Linked DNA regions of Mus musculus: region 1 is linked to region 2. Evidence: chromatin contacts called from public HiChIP or PLAC-seq data. All regions are on one chromosome and are shown on one strand. The core of a region is the stretch at or near the end of the contact, and the rest is flanking DNA. Distances in the headings are between cores, read along the strand shown.

Region 1 (2,950 bases), core at 395-2,894, 290 kb after region 2:
GGAGAAGCCAGGAAGGGCCTGGCTGCCTGGCCCCACTCACATCCTGAAGCTTGGAGACACTCGTGTCTAAATTAGGTGTTAAAGGTGTGGGAGTGACCAACGCTGGCTGAAAACAAGCTAAGACCTGGAATCTGAAACAGACTCAGTAAAACTGGTTGATAGAGAGGAACCAACCACCAAAGCTTACCCACAGAAACTGCGCACTGTGAAAGCTGAGCAGACAGATTTCTTTACTCCTTCTGGAGGTCATTTGCAGGTTCTCTTGCCTCGCCCACTTAGCATGTGAACCCCTGGGTGAGTCTGAGCCCTTCCATTCTCTAATGAGTTCCTGGATGGTCATGTTTCTATCCCTCCAGCTTTGTCTCAAACATTTGCGCAAAGGGCCTCGCTGTGACTCCCAAGTCCATAGACATTTAATTAACACTGTCACCAGGGTCCAAAGCGTGCCTCACAGATGAGAGCCACGGAGGGTCACACAGAGTGAGGACTCACTGAGACAAGCCCTTGGCAAGGACAGAGATCTGCTCTTGCACACAGGACCCTGGGAAGCAATGCCACTGGCCTAAGAGAACACCAGTAAGAAGAGTTCAAAGAACCCTGGCATGTGGATATTTTAAACAGGATAACACACAAACACACACACACACACACACACACACACACACACACACACACACACACACACTTTCTGAAGAGCGGCTGGGAGATGCTCAGAATGATGAGCACCAGTCACCTTGACCCCCAGACATGGCAGGGGTGAGGGGCAGGGGGTAGAGGTAGGGGACAAGGACTTGATTGGTAATGACGACTTAGATCTGAGATTCTTCTTTCACTCTGCTTAAAGTGGGGTTCGACAGGTTAAACTGCTTCGGATGGCTGCTTCCCTGAGTCTCTGGTGTCCTTTGTCACCGGTGTGACCTCTCAGCTCCTCTGCTCATTAGGGTCCAGTTTGGATGCCAGCCAGAAAAACAGATTGCTCATCACGGGATAGCTACATAGAGGTGCACCTCCTCTCGGAGTACTTGAGGCCGATTGTCTGGCCTTCTTGCTGAGTCTCACTACCCTGTCTTTATCCAGTTCTCTCATTTCCAGCCATTCCTGAGGGATTCTTTTCTCTTGTCCCCTTAACCCTCTTTAATATTTGAAATCTCTCTAGGTTTTTCTCTTGGCTTACTCCCTTTGTTCCAGTTGCTTCCTCGGAAATCTCATCTATAGCACAACTTCAAACACCATCTATACATACATCTGTATACCTTGATGTTCAAGCCTAGCTTCTCTTCCCAGGAATGAAGCTCGCAGCTGGACCCTTACATTGCTTTATCTTAATGTCACATTGATTCCCAAGCACCCATGGGCTAGGGCCAAGCTCATTGCTCTATTCCACTCCCCTGCTTTCCTACCTCCAGCTCAGAAAACGTCATCTACCCATAGCCAACTCTTTCCCTAGGAGCTGGCCAAGCCTCATCCTCACTTTCCCTAGCACATTCCAGTTGGTAAAGTAGCTAGCAACGGAAAGAGTCTGGGGTGTGGAGGACAGGGAGGGGGGACTTCAGAACAAGTCACAGTTTCCCTTCCTCCTCAGCACACAGGGTTTACTGCCGACAGGAAATGAAAATGTCAGGTCCCGGAGGAGAAGCTGGGAAGGGCCAAGCAGAAGACTAAAACCCTTAGTAAGACTGGCACGTGCTCTGGGTCAGATGCCGCCCACCCCACTGCCTGGTGTCCAACCATTGTCCAAAGCTGCAGAGTCTTATAGTACTTTATCATGCTAAGGAGTATGCAGACAGAAGGAGACAGACACGGGCTTCTTTCCTTCATCTCTTTCATTGTGAGACTTTTGCTTACTTGTTTGTTTTTTAGGAGATAAATATCTGCTTGATAGGTGGAGGCCAATTTCTTTAACTTCTGAGAAGAGGAAGGTGCGGACAGAGAGAAAGTAAGCAGCTGTCAGGTTGGGGTGACAGCAAAGAGGGGGAACCACACAGAAGGGAGGAAGGAAAAGAGTGGAAAGTTGTGTATGGTCAGGTGATTGGCCTATCAGACACCAAGAGAAGGAAGCTGAGATGGGCAGAAGGTCAGAGACATGTTTTTAAAAACTGTGGTTTGAGACAGCTTGAGTAAAGAGACCCTGGGTGAATGGTCAAGGGTGACATGGAGATGCACCCAACCCGAGTCTCAGCAGACAGAATCAGGGAACTTGAGCTAACTCCATCTGAGAATCCCGTTTGCTTCCAAATGTTTCTCAAGTCCATATCAGGCACAAGCAAGAAACATCTGTGGCCCGTGCTAGACACCCCTTTGTCCTGTGCCTTCACCCCTAGATCTTCCCTCCTGCTTCGTTTCTGCTTGGTTCAGTCACGGTCTTGGTTCACGGAGGACGTGATCATCTTCCAGACCCACCGGGTAACATACACCTGCCTGCCCTGCTATATAGTTAGTGGTCCCACGGTCCATGGTATAGGCAAGTCTTACAACCATGGAATCCTAAGTCCTGTGTGGTTTTATGTCAAGTTGATACCAGATCAAGTCATTTTGGAAGCTAGAACCCTCAATTAAGGAAATGCCCCCACTAGATGGGTCTGTGGTTTATTTCTCAATTACTGATTGGTGGGGAGATGGGGACAGTCTACTATGGGTGGTGGCACCCCCAGGCAGGTGGTCCTGGGATACATATAAAAGCAAGCTGAGCAAGCCAGGTGAAACAAGCCAATAAGCAGCACTTCTCCATGATCTCTGTTTTAGCTCCTGCCTCCGAGTTCCTGCTTTGAGTTCCCACCCTGACTTCCCTCAGTGATAAGACTGGGGTGTTGAAGTGTAAGCAAGAGGAACCCTTTCCTCCACAAGTTGCTTATGGTCATGTTTTATAACAGCAATAGAAACCTAACCTCTAACATCTTCCTTTCATGTCTATTTAGAAACATAAAGTGTATGCCGCTCTTTGTGTGGGTTA
Region 2 (3,035 bases), core at 276-2,775:
GTTCTTTCAGTTCTGCTTAAGCTGAAAACACTGACCACATCTTCCTGTGATTGTCCGTGGATAGATTTATTGGAAGGATGACTGACAATCAATGACGTACACATAAAATGTGCCATTTGATGCAGTGTGTGTGTGTGTGTGTGTGTGTGTGCATGTGTGTAAGTGTGCATGTGTATGCCTGAGGATGTCAAGTACTCTGTCACTATCTCCCTGACTCCCTTGAAACAGGTCCCCCCACTGGATCTGGAGTGTGGTGGCAGCTAGCGAGCCTCACTCCCTCTCCCAACAGCACAGAGGTTGTAGATGAGGTTAGTCACACCCAGCTTTTTACGTGGGAGCTGGGGATTTGAACTCTGGTCCTCATGTTTGTACAAGCTCTGACCACTGAGCCTTCTCTCCAGCCCTCGCCCTATCTTTGTAGTGTTAGCTTTTCTGATGCATAGAGTGACTTCCCATTGCAGAGTTAATTGACATTTCTCTACAATAGGATAGAAAACATGTTTCAGCTGTGGACTGTCCATCTGAGAAGTCTGTCCAAATAGTTTGCCTACTTTTACTGGATCTTGTTTTTTTAATTCTTGAACGTGAAAGTTCCTTATATGTTTTTGGTATAGGTTTTTATCATTTTAGATTACATATTTCCCCAGCCTTCTTCTTTTGATTCTCACTATCTACTTAGTCTTATTTGTCTGTATGCTTCATGGGACTTTTTTTTACTTAACATTCTTTATATTTGAAAACTGTTTTTAAATTTGGGAAGCAAGAGCTCACTGTGTGAACCAGGCTGGCTTCAAATTCACAGAGATCTCCTGGCCTCTGCCACCTAAACTCTGGGACTAAAGGCATGTACCACTACACCATAAAAATTACATTTACAACTGGTCTATCTAGGTGCTCAGGTGTGTAGAAAAGCTGAGTTGGTGCCAAAATAATAGTTCAATAAGTACATTCTAAAGAGACAGGTTACTCAAACTGTTAGTCCACAATGGAAAGTCCAGATCCGAATAATCCAATATCTACTTTTTGAAATTAAAGATTTTTTAAAATCCTAATAATCTTAGTAAGTATATTATATTGTAAGTATAAAACTTAGTTTTAACTTCTCAGATGAAAAAAATTCAGATCTAGGAATTCTTTGATCTCTCTCTGTCTCTCTCTCTGTTGTTCTGTCTCTCTCTGTCTCACTCTCCCTGTCTCTGTTTTTTTCTGTCTCTCTCTCTGTCTCTCTGTGTGTCGGTCTCTGTCTGTCTCTGTGTCACACTGTTTCTATGTCTCTCCCTATCTGTCTCTGTCTGTGTCTCTGTCTCTCTCTCTCTGTGTCTCTCTTTCTCCTTCCTTCTCTCTCTCCACTTAAAACCCCCCTCTGCGTGTGCTTAGCTCTGTGGTCTCCCACTGTAGCCACAAGCCCCCATACACTCAGCTTTGTTTAGATGTCTCAGCCTGGATGATTGTTATGTAAGACCTCACTTAGCCTCTAAGTCTGTGGCTTGTCATATGATGGAAGAGCCACAGTCTTGGATGGTTCCTAGAACATCTCCTAAAACATCTGATTTTGTGACTCACAAGTGCATGAGGGAGAGACGCTGGATGACAGTCTTAGAGGTTTTCTTGTCGTGACATCACAGAGTAAGGCAGATGAAGTAAGGCTGGTCAGGCAGTCTATGCTAACTGGAATTGAGACCTGATCATGGCCTTTTCTCAGCACACAGATGCAAAATCTGCCCACTATGGTCAGTACCAAAACTCCCTCCCCTGGGCTGGGGAGCTGGCACAGTGAGGACCAGAGTTCGAATCCCCAACTCCCATGTGAATGCTGTGGGGGCTTGTCAGTCAGTTGGTAACCCCAACACAGAGGACTCCTGGAGTCCTCTGTCTAGACACTCTATAGAGCTGGGCTTCAGGAGAGAGACCTTGTCTCAGTACAGAAAGTGTCTGAGGAAGATGTGTAGGAATACTCTGGCTTCCACATATCACGGGTGGACATACATATGCACGTGCACATGAAATAACACATGTGAACATGCATACAAGCATGCACACCACATGTAAATGTGAAACAAACAATAACAAAATTCTTCAATTTCTGCTACTGTCCTAGTAGCTGCTTATCCAGATTAATAGTAGTCTCTCCTCCATGAATAGTTGGTTTTCATGGTCTAGAGCTACCTAGTCCTGTGGGGTGGAGACAGCACCCCTAAACTGGTAAACACTTAAGAATGATTTCCCCTTTCCATGTCCCTAATTCTCCTGTTCAATTTGCTCCATCAGTTCCTGCTGGATCACCATGGTTGCCTCCCAATGATTGTCCCTGCCTCCATTCTTCTCCTCCTGACCCATGGCCGTAACTCATGACATTTTCACAATACGAATCCAGATACCTTGATTGCTTCTCAGGTATTTGCATAGTTTTTATTACCTTAAGAATGAAGTCTAAGTTTCTTACTGTGACATTTCACAGGCCTCTTGGCTGAGTATAACCTTGAGGTGGTACCAGTACAAGAAGAGAGGTTGGTAGAGCAAAAGTTTCAGGATGTAGCAAGGAAGGAGCAGGGAGGGGGGTTTGCCCAAAGTACATTATGTATTTGTATGCAATCTTCCTTATGAGATAGATGCATGACAGATGTAAGTAATTAAACATTTGAAAAGCTAAGTTTGGTGGCTGAGGAATGCTGAGTTGCGGTAAGGTCAAAGAGAGAAGATGTAAAGAAAATTACATCAGGAGGTAGCACGTGGTTTTCATGTCTCCATCTTCCTGTTGGGATTCACTTAGTCTCTGAGGAGTCCCTGAGAATTGCTGGACACTAGAATTCTACTCTTGGTGGCTTATTATTCCAGCTGAGATGCATGGAGTCTTGGATGTGCGATTGGTTGATGGACGGTTCCCAGCACTCAGGTATGTATTGGGACACCAGACACTTAGAACCCTCCAAGATGTTCAGCTTTGAATAGTCATTCTGCCCCATGGTTATAGTCAAGGTTACCCTGGAGGAGGGACTGGGGAGCAGATGGAAATCCCCAGAGGTTCCATTTGATTT

What was found. HiChIP or PLAC-seq counts read pairs in DNA pulled down with a chosen protein or histone mark.
Region 1: an H3K4me3 HiChIP or PLAC-seq map of bone marrow-derived macrophages shows a contact between it and region 2, with 4 times the contacts expected there. The contact joins two enhancer-like sites. A contact is called at or near these places in 1 of 39 promoter capture datasets (cranial neural crest), 2 of 115 datasets of contacts at active chromatin or transcription factors (bone marrow-derived macrophages and microglia) and 1 of 9 other capture datasets (liver).

The regions. Positions count from the first base shown.
Region 1 is chr6:146,207,562-146,210,511 of GRCm38.p6, forward strand. The region is part of intron 45 of Itpr2 (inositol 1,4,5-triphosphate receptor 2); the gene reads right to left. Among named protein-coding and RNA genes, the nearest start is that of Gm35596, 11 kb to the right of the region's middle. Within about 2 kb of position 1,645, at least 38 of the 459 cell types and tissues checked have an H3K27ac peak or open chromatin away from gene starts, as enhancers often do. A contact at or near this core is called in bone marrow-derived macrophages, where this site is marked.
Region 2 is chr6:145,918,451-145,921,485 of GRCm38.p6, forward strand. It overlaps Gm32675 (a long non-coding RNA gene), which reads left to right. Exons shown (of 11, transcript XR_378155.4): 7 at 2,269-2,394; 8 at 2,771-2,893. Among named protein-coding and RNA genes, the nearest start is that of Gm32675, 5.7 kb to the left of the region's middle. Within about 2 kb of position 1,526, at least 5 of the 459 cell types and tissues checked have an H3K27ac peak or open chromatin away from gene starts, as enhancers often do. A contact at or near this core is called in bone marrow-derived macrophages, where this site is marked.